Regions from separate parts of the Mus musculus genome. Here region 2 is linked to region 1. A link is a contact called in public HiChIP or PLAC-seq data. All regions are on one chromosome and are shown on one strand. Each heading gives the region's core, a stretch centred on a gene start, on an enhancer-like site or on the middle of the called end of the contact. The rest is flanking DNA. Distances are from core to core; before and after follow the strand shown. Region 1 holds the start of 2610027F03Rik (a long non-coding RNA gene). Region 2 overlaps Celrr (cerebellum expressed regulatory RNA).

Region 1 (7,064 bases), core at 2,885-5,384:
ATGCATGTGTGCCTGTGGGTTCATGTTCAGATGTGTGTGTGTGTGTGTGCACAAGAGATTGTCAAGGGACAACCTTGGACAACATTTTTCCAGTGTTGTCTACTTGGTTTTCTTTCTGAGACAGGGTTTCTCACTGGTCTGAAACTGGCAAGGTAGGCTAGGCTGGCTGGCCAGTGGGTTCCAGGATTCTGTTTGTCTCTGCCTCTGTAATGCTGAGAGAACAAGCACACACCACTACACCTGTTATTGTTTGTTTGTTTTCTTCTTTGGAATGAGCTATCTCAGCAGCCCAGGATTTTAATGTTTTAACTTTATTTATTTATTTATTTATTTATTTATTTATTTATTTATTTAGTGCTTTTGTGTCCCCCTGGGCCACAATATATATATATGTGGAGACCAGAGGACAAGCAAGAGGACTCAGTTCTCTCCCTGTACCTGTTGTGTCTAGGGATCAAACACATGTGACCAGGTTTGGAGGCAGGTGTTTTCACCCACTTATCCAGGATGCAGGCTCAACCCTATTGCACTTTAGTTTTGTGTGAGTGCATGTGTATTGGGGTCAGAGAGCTTGTATATGCACATGAGTGGAGGTCAGAGGACATCTTGCAGGAAATAATTCTCTTCTTCTAACATACAAAGTCCCTGAAATCCGACTTGCAGTTGGGCTTGGAGGCAGCCATCTTTACTTGTTGCGCCGTCTCTCCTCCTCACACATTGTTCTCCTTCTTTAATCATGAGTATTCAGACTGTAGGAGTGAATCTTTAGGAAACTAAACTAAACTAAGCATCTGGAGAAGCTTCCATATGGATATCAGGAACTGCTTACCTCAGGGCAAGCAGATCTGCTAAGATTGTTTCATTATAACTGGGAACTCCATTAACATCAGGGAAAAGGGAAGTCAGTTTCCACCATGTGAACTGGTGCGTGGTGCAGGAGTGAGCAAATTTTGCTGAGTTGGGACCTCACAGGCAAGCTTCTGTTGTTTGGTACCTTCTGTTCTTGCTGATTTGTGAGACAGGCCAGTTGAAGCCATCCTAACGCCAGCTTTATGAATATCTCTCTGATGGACCCACAAGTCTCTCCCGCAATGGCCTTATAAGGATGAACTCTGAATAGGATGTCCTGGGGTGAGAATCAATCCATAGTGAGGATGACTTTCCCCCTCCTAGGTCTCAACCTTTCATAGCGAGACGGGCAACCAGGACAGTAGGAAATGGAAACAAGCTATGTTTAGCCGAATCTTACATACCATAATCTCTTTACCATGGTCAAGCAAGGCAGGAATGCTCAGACTGATCGTTCTGGCTCAAATCCATTCCAGAGTGGAGTGATTTACGACTTAACACCATTCTTGATTTTTCCCTGAGAGTGAAGTTACATGACCCAAGCATAACATTAGTCTGCACCAGGCTGGGTGAGAATGGCCTTCTAAAGGGTGGTCTCAGTCTCAGACTCCCTCCAAAGTCCCAGCAAGCAGCCAGGAGCACTGCTGTTGTAAGAAGCTGACAGTCTGGTGAGTTATGAGATCAGAGGGAGTCTGGCCCAGGAGCCTCTGCTGTGTCTTCACCCATGAATCTTGACTTAACCCAAGCACAGGAGACACAGTCGATTCTACCTCTCTTCCTGCTCCGGTCTTGACCTACAGACTCCTCTGCCCTGTGCTTGATCTAAAAAGATAGTAAAGTTTTAGGAGGTTGGGACAGGTCATTTCAGCTCAGGCAGAGGAACAAAACCAAGGTAAAGCTGGGAGATTTGAATGATTAAAATCAATGAATATAGGGCTCGGGAGATGGTTCACTTAATACAGTGCTTGCTCCCACTAGCAGTTCAGATTCCCCAGCAAGCACACAAAGAAATCCAGGCATCATGTCCCTGCAAAGACTGGAGCTGGGGAGGCAGAGACAGGAAGATGCTGGTCCTTGTTAGCCAGCTATTGTGTCTGGATGGTTGAGCTTCAGCTTCAGTGAGAAACCCTGCCTCCATCCCAATAGGTGGAGGAGAAAGATAAAAGAAGACACCGGCATAGGCCTCTGGTCTCTATAGACACATACACTCATGCACACACATATAAACAAAATAAATGGATATAAAAAACCGAGTCCCTCAAAATAGTCCAAATTCCTCAAAACCCATCCAGCAAGACTTGTAAACAGGTGACTGAGACGCTGAAATTGCTTCAAGACAGATGCCTTTTTAAACAGTGTCCAGGACTCCCTTTTGGGGCTCCTCGTTGCACAGTTCCTCAAGCAGGAGGCACTTCATCTTCAGACATCTGCAGTTGTCAGAGAGGTGGTGTGGAGGCCCAGATGTGGAGTCTTGTGCATTAAAGCTCACAGGCAGATCCTGACCACCGTCTCAGAGGAAACAGTTGGCAGGCAGGTGGGGGGGGGGGGGAGGGGAGGAAGCTACGCTTCTGCAGACGCACCACGACCAGCCTCTGCCCCTGCTCTGCGGGCTAAACACTGACTACAAACTGTAATTTCAGTTCTCTGTTTTTCTTGCTGTGTAGTGCAGGCTGAGCTTGAACTCCCAGAGATCTGACTGCCTCTGTCTTCCGAGTGCCGGGATTAAAAGAGAGTTACTTTACCCCCACACGTGGCTTATTTTCTCAGCTTTTAGGAGTGACTAAGAGCTGGGGAAATGGCTCAGTCAGTAAGGTGCTTGCTGTGCAAGGGTGAGGACCTAAGTTCATTCCTCAGGACCTACCTGAAAAATAAACAAGCAAGCAAACGAGCAGCAAGGAGTGACGCAGCAGGCTCGTGATTCAGAGTTTGAAGAGATAGAGAAAGGTGGATTCCCTGGGGAATGGCCACCAGTGTAGCAAAAATGAGAAGTTCCAAGACAGTGAGAAATCACATCTCAGAAAGGAAGATGGATAGGTTCAGAGAAAGGACATCTGCAGTTGACCTTTAGCCTTCAAGTTTACATGCGCACCCACACACACATATACACACACACAAAACACACACACACACACACACACACACACACACACACACACACACACAGAGTGCGATTAACAGGGTCTTCTTCTCCTGTTTCCTTCAGGGGTAAAATTTCTTTTATCTCATCAAAATATAGCCCTGACATGGGCATGCTTGGTTAAATTTGTAATGTTGCCCGAAATGTCTCTCCACTTACTTGGCAAATTTGATGGGAAGGATGCTGGGACACATGACAGGGAGACACTGACAGCTCTCTGCTAATATGAACGGGACCAGTTTAGCACCTCTTTTCTTTCCCATGGTAGGCAAAGCCTCATGCTTAACTCAGACCCAAGTGGATTGCCCCACACAGCCGGAACCCTGAGGCGCCAGCCTGCCATTAAGAAGCAGAGTGTAGGTATGCAGTTCAGTGGTTGAGCAACGGTTTAGCATGCACTGGGTCCTGGATCAGATCTCCAATCCCCAAACCAAACCAACCAAACAAACCCATGAGTTCTAATGGCATCTTCATATTTCATTTCAGAGACAAAGGATTAGAAATGTTTAAAAACTGTAGCTCAGGGGACCTGGTGAGATAGTTCAGCAGCTAAGAAGACCCAAGTTCAGTTTCCAGCACCAATACTGGATGGCTTGCAACTGCCTGAAACACCAGCTCCAGTTGGCAGCTTCTTTGGGTCTCCGACGGCATCTACACTCACTTACATGCACATCTACATATTATTTAAAAATAAAACCTATTTTAAAAAACTAAGAATTATGGCTCAAGACAGATATGAACCTTTAATGCAGGTCCAGCCAGGAGTTTAGTGGAAGAAATCAAAGAAGAGAATTCACCAAGAATTCAGTTAGAAAGTCACACCATCTTCTTGTCAATTGTGATAATAAAATCAATACTGCTGAAGATAATGAGAATTTCGAGGGTTATTAATCAGTAAAAATATTTTCAATGGGTAAAGTCTTATCCACCTCAGGTACATGTTTTACCACTGGGAAGATGTGTGCATCTACATGAAGGTCAGATGGCAACTTTGGGTACTGATTCTTCAGGAACAGTCTACCGTTTTTGTATATATTTTTTAAGGCAGAGTATCTCACTGGCCTGGAGTTCATCAGGTAGACTAGGCTGGCTGGCTAGAAAGCCTCCCACGTCCCTCCCCCCCCCCCACCCCCAGGGATCCACCTGCCTTCATCTCCCATGTGCTGAGATTTCAAGCGTCTAGGACCATGTCCAGTCTTTATACACAAGTTCTGTGGGTAGAACTCAAGTCTTCATGTTTGCTTGACAAGAACTGTATTGATTATGTCAGCTCCTCAACCCTTTAATCAGTTTTATTAAGTATTTGTTTTACCATCCCCACTAGGGGATGGTAAAATTGTCTGAGGGGCCTTTGAGTTCTATGAACAGTTTTTTGATCAACAGCTGCTTGTAGCAAAAATCTTTCAGAGTTAGTGTAAAATCTCTGTCCTCACTGTTGGCTTAGTTCATCCATAATGACGCTCTGGCCATTAAAAACATCATTTAAATTAATTTCCTGGCCAATAGAATGGGAGTCCCTGGAATTTGAGCTATGTATGTTGCCTGGACCACGTTAGGGCTGAGGCAACTGGACCAGGCATGGCCTAGGGTACAAAGAGGTGGTGATTAATTTAGGGGTCAAGTGTTTAAACATCTGTCGCCTGTAGACTGCTTGCTTCAGTTCAGACACCTCTGCTTTGGAAGAAGGAGCCGGGAGGCCCCCTGCTGCCCTTATTTCCAGCCCAGTTGCCTGGTGCTCTGTCCCTCAGCTTCTCTGAGATACCAGCCCTAGGGAGACTGTGCACTGCAGTTTGTACCACCCTGTGGTGACTTTATGCTATGACATATGCTCCCTCCACTAGCCTTTCTATTATATGAGTGTCATCCCTCTCTACTGCTTGTTCCAAGGGCCATGATTTAGCTTCTTTCCTATCTCTAGACACTTTGGAGGGGCTCAGCCAATCCCGAGGTGGGTTTCCATGTCTTTAAGGACCCGAGAATCACCTGTGCCGGACTTTCACTGTCACCATGGTTTCTGCAAAGCTGATTAGTAAGGAATTAACCAGCACCAGACCAACCCAGAATGGGGGACTTCAGACGTGGCTCAGACGTAAGACCACTGGCTGTGTGAGAGTGAGGACCTGTGTTCCCATCCCCAGCATGTATGTAAAGAGCCGAGTGAGGCTGTGTAGGTGCCTGTAACCTTGGTTTTGTGCTGAATGGAGGTATGAGGATCACTGGGGCCGGCTGCCAGCTTAGCTCCTGGATCTGTGAGATATTCTGGTTCAGGGTCATAGAACAGGATCTGTAGTTGTCCCTTCTGGCCTCTGCATTCATATACCTGCATACACAGGAACTAGACATACATACTCCACATAGATAGAGCACATACACACTAATAAAATAAGCAAACTCCTCAAAACCCAGAGCACGCTCTAGCCTAAGCTCAGGGCAGCACCCCAAGTTCAACACCCACAAGAGGCTGGTGCTGAGAAAGGAAAGTGGATGGCCTCTGATGCCCACAGAAGTGTTTGCTTTTTCTCTCGCTCCACAGATCTCTCAAATGTTCTTTTTCCACACTGTACCCCCACCCCCAATTTTATACATAGCAGATGGTGTTCAAACAAGTCAAGGAGCAGAAGCTGCAAAAGGCTTAAAAGAAAAAAAAAAGACAGTGAAACTCATATATTTCTTCAAACGATAAGATGAACTACAGATGTTTGAGGACTGGAGATGGTGCCGCCTGCGACTGCAGCCCCACTTAAAAGAAGAGTCCCTTATGTTTAACGTTGGACAAGCCCGGTAGCTGTCACGGCATGATTTACGGAGGTTGTTTGTGAGATTTTATGTTACTGGGGACCTGGCAATGAAAACCTCATTCCTTCTGCCCATAGGCATTATCTCCTGGAGTCCATGGTGGACTCGTGGGGGTGAACTTGGCGCTTTACAGCCAGTCTGTGGTCCTCTGGCTTCCTGCGTTCTGACCAATGCTTCCCTTCCACCCTGGATACTAGAACTGACCCCTCTGTGGGGATCTGGGTCCTTGGAAGCGTCCTGTTCCTACCTGATACCTGCAATCAGATTACTCTCAAATTAAGCTTGACAAAGTTGTTAAAGGCGAAACAGTTGTGTGGCAGAATCCAGCTGCATATAGGAAACAGCTGCCTTCAAGGCTTTCTCCCCTTCTTCTTTTTAAGGAAGGAAAGCATCTCCATAGAATGTTTAAAATGTGAACATAAAGGTTATCTTAGAAAGGCCAGCAGAGCCTGTGATCAGAGAGTGCCATGGCTCTAGTAAAAGCTTCTTTTGGGGTGACTTCTTAGTCATAAATATCTATTACCCACTGAAGCCAGGAACCCAAGACCTTCTCCAAATGTAGATTTCATTCCCTGCCTGTGCCTCTATCTATCTTCTACAGTACAGATTCAGGGCAGGAGACTCAGGTCATCTAGCTTGGTGACTAGCAACTTCTGGGCCCCAAGGCTGGTCTTAAGGATTCTGAAAACACTATACCTTTTGGACATCCATGCCTATCCCCAGATACAGCTGTACACTCAGATTTTTAGGCTTCTTAAATCATGTGCACAGAGCCCTTCCTGCAGGTGGCCATGGAATTGGTATGAGTCCAGGCAGAGGCAGCGGGAGGAGCCCCCAGCCTTCTCTGGTCTCTGGAGCTGAAATGTGTGCAGCCTTTGAAGTTACCACAACTCAGGTGCCAGCCTCTCGCAGCAGCCTAAGAGGAGGAAATCTTTGCTTTTTCTAGCAAGGGAGCCAATTCCTAGGGCGCTGGATGTTTCCACTAAGCAAATCCTCAGAAAGCTATTTTCTAGAGGGTGAGGGGTGGGGGAGGGGTGCTGGAGTGCAGCGTGAAGGCAAGTTAGGTAGGAGGCAGCATGCACAGGACACCAAGGACCACAGGAGGAAGCCAGGAAGATAGTAAGGAGCCTTCAAAGTCAATGCTGCTGGCCAGGCTGAGATAGCTCAGCGGATGAAAAGTGCTCAATGCTCAACCCCAAGGACTGGAATTCTATCTTAGAACCTGGAACCGGTGTTTGGCATCCATTATATAAGCCCAGCCTCATAGGGAGGGAAGGTATCA
Region 2 (7,064 bases), core at 3,037-5,536, 410 kb after region 1:
GCATGTAAATAATGTATTGTGGTCATATTCGCCTCCATTACCCCCATTCTCTCCCTTTTCCTCCCTCTGATCCACTTCCTATTTCCAGCTTGTCCCCCTTTACAGTCTAGGCTTTTTACATGTGAGAGCTTACACTTTTATTTAGGGTTAATTAGAGGAGTTTCAGCAAGGGTCATTTATAGGACTATGGGCAACATACCAATCACTGCTCCACTGAAGAAACCATCCCCCTACACTCCCACCCCTACCTCTCTAGCCACCACTGACTGCCTGTGAATCCCAAGGAAAGGGCTGGGTCTTGTGAGCCCCTCCCTGACTCCAATGAGTCTGTGTGTCCAATGTTGTGCTGTTGACCACAGATTTTAACACTCCTGCTATGGGAACATGAATACTTCCCATTCCCTTGAAAATGCTTCCATCTCAGTGACTAACCTCTAAGGCAGAACTGTAAACAAATACATCATGACAGGACTTGCAGGACTAGGACAAGATAAACAGCATTATCCCTTGCCTGCCCTTTCTCTATTAGGCTTATGACTTGGAACTCAGGTCCAAGCTACGAGAAAGCCAAGTTACCCATAGATAGACCATGTGGTGTGTTCACCCCAGCCCTAGCTGCAGTCCTAGCTGATAACCAGTATCAACCTCAGGCACTTGAATAAGACAGTCCCTAGAGGACGCCAGTTTCACCTGCAGTCAGCCCTCGCTTCCTCCACAGCTGAGGGCACGTGAAGCCAGATGAATGCTATTCAGTAAGTTCTGCCCAAACTGCTGTTTTCGAGTAAAATGAATATTGTTGATATTTTTAGTCACTGGCTTTTGGGGTGTTTTGTTACACAGCAGTGGTTAACTAGAAGCAGCTGTTTTAGATGCTGGGTAGGCATCACACAAGCTGTTTATGCTTATGCGTTTTCAGAAGGCATGATCTGGAAATCAAAATATTTGGATGGAACGTTCCCTACCCATCACCCTCTCCGTTTTCTTCATGGCCTTTATCGCGATTTGCTATTGTAGTCTTCATTTGCTCCTGTATTGATTTATTTGGTGTGTGTTTGTTTTATTTCTTCTTCTCCCATTAGGATAGAAATCCCTTAGTCCCCCAGATCTTGTTTGTCTCACTCACTGCTATATCTCCTTACCCATCCTAGGGTCTGGCATGTCAGGATCACATTGTAAACATTTGTGGGATAATGAACAAGCAGATAAACACCATGAAACTTGGACGTGTCCAATTTCATTACACAGAAACCACCACGTTCACAAAGCATGCGCTCAAGTTTTTCAAAAGAGAAAGAAAAAACAAAACCCATACAATTTAGGTCGGCAAACAAAGGGGATGCTTTTCCCTTTTTGTTTATTCGTTGCATATGTATGTAAACGTGTGGTATGCGTGAGTGTTCGGGTGTCTGAATATGTGTACATGTGGGTAAGTGCACGAGTGTGTACACAGGTGTGTACTTACATTGTGTGGGGCCCTAAGGTTTATGTTTGGTGTCTTCCTCAATCACTTTCCACCTTATATAGTGAGGCAAAGTCTCTCCTCTGACCCAGAGTGTCGTTTCAGTTAGCTAGCTGGCCAACTTGCTGTGGGAACCCTTATCTCTGACTCCTGTGAGCTGACATTACAGGTAGACCATTATACCCACCCAGCGTCAATGTGGGTTCCAAAGATACTAATCCCAGCCCTTACCTTGTGTAGAAAGTACTTTTGCCACTGACCCGTCTCCTCAGACTGTGTGTATTTTTTCTTGTTATGAATTGGACCTAAGCAGTCTATGTCCCTGTGTTAATATGCCCACTTTAGCTGGATTCACACCTTTGCATGTGTCCCCAGTTTTCCTATATCAAAAAGCACAGAAATTTCTCATCATGTCAAAGTCTGGGAAGTTCAGGATCAAGGTACTAGAGGATTAAAGTCCAGAGAAAATCAGCTTCAATGTACATCTCAGAATAGACCAAGTTCTGGGGCCTCTTACAAAGGTTGGGATTCCACTCACCAGGGCTCCATCCGCGTGATCTTCTTGCCTCTGCCTCCTTAAGCAAATCCCGAAGGTTCATGCCACCACAACCTGCAAAATCCATTCTCATAAACTAATCGTTCCTAAACAGTTCATCTTCTAATATAATCATACTTGTGATCGAGTTTAAATAAGTGTATAGTAGCAGAGATTCAAACTATAGTTGCCACTCTTGTAGTCACTTAGCAAACTCTTCTTCTCTATGTATGAATATATATATACATATATATATATATGTGTGTGTGTATATGTGTGTATAAAATATTATGTATACATGTACAGATATCTATGTTATACATAGATACATGTATGTATATTATGCCTCACAGAGATTTGCATATATGTGTGCATGTATGTGCATTCAAGCATGTTCACGTGTGTGTGTGTGTGTGTGTGTGTGTGTATGTGTGCATGCACACGTGTGCTATGACACCCATGCGGAAGCCAGAGGATGACTTTTGGATGTTGATCCTCTCCTTCCACCATGTGTATCCCCAGGATTGAACTCAAATTGTCAGACTTGGTGGCAAGTATCTTTACCTGCTAGGCCATCTTACCTGCCCTTCTACAATCTCATATGGAACACATCCTATATGTAATAAGATAAAAACCATGAGCAGATGGGAAGAGAAAGGGGTCATTTACCTGAGAATCTGATTGAAGCCTCTACCAGCTGAGAATCAACAGTTCTAACAATTAACAACATTTTCTTAAAGCCTTTCTCCTTTCCCAGTTATAGATCTATAACTTTCTAGAAATCTTATTAGAAACCCCTTCTGCAACCCTTGTGGCTCTTGGTTTTATCAGACTGATAGATACCTCACCCAAGGTACCTCCCTATACTCTCACTTTCAAAGAGAGAAAAGGCAAGAAGGACAGGTGTTTCTTAGCAGCCCATTTGACACATCGTCTGAAGGTCATGCAAATGTGCCTAACCCTAAGGCACTTCATTGTGACTCTCCTTTGAGAATCCTGTACCACACTTGGATGTGCCTTATTCTTTCCCTTAACCCTTGTGCTTAAAACATGTGTTTCTGTTTTGTTCTCTTTTAAAATAAGCTGTGCCTCTCTCATTGAGAATCCCACACCCATGCTCCAAGGTTGGCTTTGGTCTTTCATTGGACCCCATCTTCCTATTTTTAATAAGCTCTTATCCAACTTTATAATGGCTCGTTCTGAAATGCTTTTCTGGAAGCCAAAGATCCAGTTTTACCTAAGAAACTGTCCCTAAGAGAATAAAGGAAGCCCACCTGTACTGAAGCGGGCTCCAAGGTGGAGTCGTGCTTCTTCATGAAGCTGCAGAAACACTACCGTGTACTGTACAGCCTAGACTACGGTATGCACAGTCTCTAAGAAAACGGGAAGGACAAAGGCCTCTCTAAAGAGAAAGGTAAAGGACTTGGAACTCTCAGGGGTGTTGAGCCTTGTTGAGCCATGCAGCCAAGGCATTGCAGTCACATAGAGGCCTGTACAGACCCATGGCCCTGTGGGCAGGCCCCACCATTAAAGTCATTCTTCATCCCAGCTTCTTCAACACAGGGTCTCTCTTCTCTCCAACTTTAGTCATCTTTCCCTTGAGCCCCAAAAGAGTACTTAAGGCTAAGAAGGAAGCTCTCATTATCTCGGCCCTGGGTAGACAGCACCATGCCTTTTGAGAGCACATAGCTTTCTCCTCCGTGGTAGAAAATGCTGAGGTTGAAGCAAGGAGTTCACCAATGACAGGCCCCAAGTCAACTTTAACTGGATACCCCTGGCAGGATAAAATGTTTTTGTTGTAATATTGTTACCATAAAAGGTACTGTAGTATTTAAAAACTAGCATCGATCCTTCAGTGAGTGTCAGAAATCCTCATGGGATTTGAAACCCTGACCACAGAGGGCATGGCAGGATGCTATCTATCCTTCCGTTTCCTAGGCCACCCACAGGAAAAGGGCTCGAGGTCCCACCAGTGTCAAAGAGAGATACTAGAATCCCCTAGTGTCACCCGAAGAACTGAAGAAAAACTGTTGGAGCTAAGGAATTGAAATAGGAAGGGAGATCACCCTCTTACTTTTATTAGGCCTTGTTCAGAATCAATATAAGCCCCAGGGCCCAGGATGCTTCACACTGAAAGGGAATACAGCCCTTCCCTCCTAAAAGGAAATCAGGCCCCTTAAGTAAAACAGATGTTAGCACTGAGCTCCCAGCCGGCTCTGGCTTCCACTCGCCCCAGCTCATCCTCAACAGCACAGAGAAACTGTCTCCCAGAAACCCACGAGTTCCGGTCTGGTTGGAGAATTGTGAGCCTTGTCTCTTTCCTTAGCTCACTGAAGTTTTCCTTTCTGTTTACCAGGAAGAGAGCTAGGGGGGCTGGGGGGGGGGGGGTGTGGAGGGAGGAGGGGAGGAGGCAGCCAGACTGTTCGCAGAGGATTTGGAGATACAGTGGAGACTGAATGGAGAAGATTTTCATTTCCTGTGTTATGCGGCGCAAATAATATCAGTATGAAAAACCTGGCAGGGAGATGGGAGATAGCAGTTTTTACATTGATAAGTATTTGTTCATTTCCTAACAACAAAAAGAAATAGAAATCTCTCCAGAAATTAAATAGCCTGGCTTGTTGGAGCAGTTTTTTTGTGGGGCTGCTGCGTGCGGGGCTGGCTCCCTTTCTGGGCCCCCGCGCAGATAATCGAGGTTAGGCTATCACCTGGGATCACGCGGGCTGTGGGGGCCCAGCTCGCAGGGCCCAAGTCTCCTACTTTTTTTTTTTTTTTTTCTGTCACTTATTTTCTCGGCGGGCCCGATTTGCATTTTAATGGAAGTAGTTTATAGACTTCTCTGCAGCCTTTGCCGAGCCACAAGTGGCATCATTAAGTGAGCTAAGCCGGATTAATGCCGATAGTAAAGTCAGATAATACAATAACAGCGGCCTCCATTCCATTTGCATTAGGTGAGGAACGCCGGGCTGCCTGGTGCCTAGCGATAATTTGTAAGCGCGATATGTTGTACTTGAGAGGATAAGATTAAATTTAGTGGGTTTAACTGTCATCCCGGTAAGTCAATTACTTCATCTTTTCAGCCTTTGAATTTCTTTTATAAATAAAATAAATGGAATATTGAGCTGCTCCCGCAGCCATTTCGAGCTCCCATGAAGAATTACACAGGCTGGGCCAAATAAATAAATAAATAAAAAGGCTTCGGATTGAGCTCCATAAACAAAATATAAACTCCATTCAGGTGCCGACGTGGCGGCAGCCCCGAAATATTGTCCGTCTCTCATATCACAAGCATGACGGATTCCATTGTGGCTTCAGTTTTTCCATAATAGGAAATATTTATGTCGCGCCTGGGTCTTTTCTATCCCTATCCTCCCATTGTAGGAGGCAAACACAAGCAGACACAGCCATGGGCTTCCTACCTACCCCTCCTTCCCTCCCCTGCCTTCTCTTGCCCCAGTGCTAAGTATTTAGTGATCTAGAGGATAGGAAGGAAGCCCCATGACCCAGGGACTTGCATCCAATTTCCAGGGTGCCTCAAATAAACGGGTACAACTTCCTTCTGATCTTCTTCTTCCGGACCATGGACTAGGGCCCTGGAGATGGATTTTCTGCTAAAGAGTTGAGCTAGGGAAATCTTGATAGGTTCTCACAGCAGAGATGCTGGGAGTAGGGATGAGGCTATGGGACAACAAAGAGAAAAAGAACTGTCAAAAGGTAGGAGGAAGAAAGGAAGGAAGGGAAAGAGCGGGAAAAGAGAAACGAAAGAAGGATAGGAGGGAAGGAACAGAAAGAAGGCAGGGAGAGAAAGTACGGGGGTCGGGGGCACAGAGACAGGAAGGAAAGGAGAAAGGGACAGAGAAAGGAAGGAAGAAACAGAAAGAGAAGAACCAAGCATTCGAAGCCTGCTGGCAGTTACCAATCAATAAGAGCCATCTTTAAGACATGCAGATCTATTGGCCTCCTAGTACACTAACAGACATGCTCACTAAAAACACAAAACAAGACACAACAAAAATAAGTACATAAATAAGCAAGTAGATGACAAGCTAGAGAGTCATAGGGCAGAATCTGTGTGGGGCCCCTATATACTGGTGACTACAGAAATGTAGCCCAGGTTGGCCTCCAATTTGATATGCAGCCAAGGGTTGACTGTGGATTTCTGATCCTCCTCCCTCTACTTCCCACAATACTGTTAAAGCACTGATGATAATATAGTCTGTATTTAAAGTATTGTCTGTTACACTGTGTGTTATGTGCACACACGCGCATTCGGGTGTGCTCATGCACATGGAGGGCAGAAGGGGGTGTCAGATGTCTTCTATCTCTCTTTAACCTCATGTTGGGAGGCAGGATTTCTCACTGAGCCTGAAGCTCACCGTTGTTTTAGTTTGGTGTTCTGACCCGAGGTCCTGGAGATCCTCCCCGAAACGCCTGCTTTGCAGTCAGGTGTGCCTATGTCTGGCTTTGATGTACCTGCTGGGGCTTTGAACATGATTCCCTCTGCTTTCATAGCCATCTCTCACACAATACACCACTTGGCCAATCAAATGTCTATTACATTTTTAAAACATTTTGATATCTAATGCACCACCTTTGTCAATGCAGATTCCTCCAGAAGCCGTCCACGGAGACCACGATCAGGAAGCCTGGGCCGGTAAATAGCAGTCATAATGAGAAGGGTCTGTGTGTGTGCAAACATGCATGTGTGCTTCTCTGACTTCATTCCAAAGCCAAAGATATAAATGACTTTTAGATTGTCCCTTGTTTTGTATTATCCACGCCTCTGCCCTTCACTAGTGCAGATAATCGAGAGCTCACTGTACTGTGATTAATTATATGGCCAGGGCTGACAGCCAAGAGTCACTGAGAGCAGAGGGTTTCAGGCCCTTTCAAAGGTGGAAGGATTCTGTTTGCCTGTTCAACTGTTTCGTTGTTTCTGGCCTTGATCAAGTGTTCACTCGGTGCCGGGCTTCCTGCCTTTTACCTGTAACCTTCCGTATAACCCTCTGTGCATGGTCTGTCTGGACACTGAGCACTTGTATTGTCTCTGGTCAGAGGGGTGATGATCTT

What was found. HiChIP or PLAC-seq counts read pairs in DNA pulled down with a chosen protein or histone mark.
Region 2: an H3K27ac HiChIP or PLAC-seq map of stem cell-derived neural progenitor cells shows a contact between it and region 1, with 6 times the contacts expected there. The contact joins the enhancer-like site here to the promoter of 2610027F03Rik in region 1. A contact is called at or near these places in 2 of 39 promoter capture datasets (the SN4741 cell line and embryonic stem cells), 2 of 15 datasets of contacts at CTCF or cohesin (both in the NIH/3T3 cell line), 10 of 115 datasets of contacts at active chromatin or transcription factors (craniofacial prominence, embryonic fibroblasts, embryonic midbrain and 3 more) and 1 of 9 other capture datasets (embryonic stem cells).

What each region holds. Positions count from the first base shown.
Region 1 is chr1:120,681,281-120,688,344 of GRCm38.p6, forward strand. 2610027F03Rik (a long non-coding RNA gene) reads left to right here and starts at 4,135. Exons shown (of 3, transcript XR_001779385.1): 1 at 4,135-7,064.
Region 2 is chr1:121,092,440-121,099,503 of GRCm38.p6, forward strand. Celrr (cerebellum expressed regulatory RNA) reads left to right here. Exons shown (of 3, transcript NR_110450.1): 2 at 6,600-6,648. Among named protein-coding and RNA genes, the nearest start is that of Celrr, 8.6 kb to the left of the region's middle. Within about 2 kb of position 4,287, at least 52 of the 459 cell types and tissues checked have an H3K27ac peak or open chromatin away from gene starts, as enhancers often do. A contact at or near this core is called in craniofacial prominence and stem cell-derived neural progenitor cells, where this site is marked.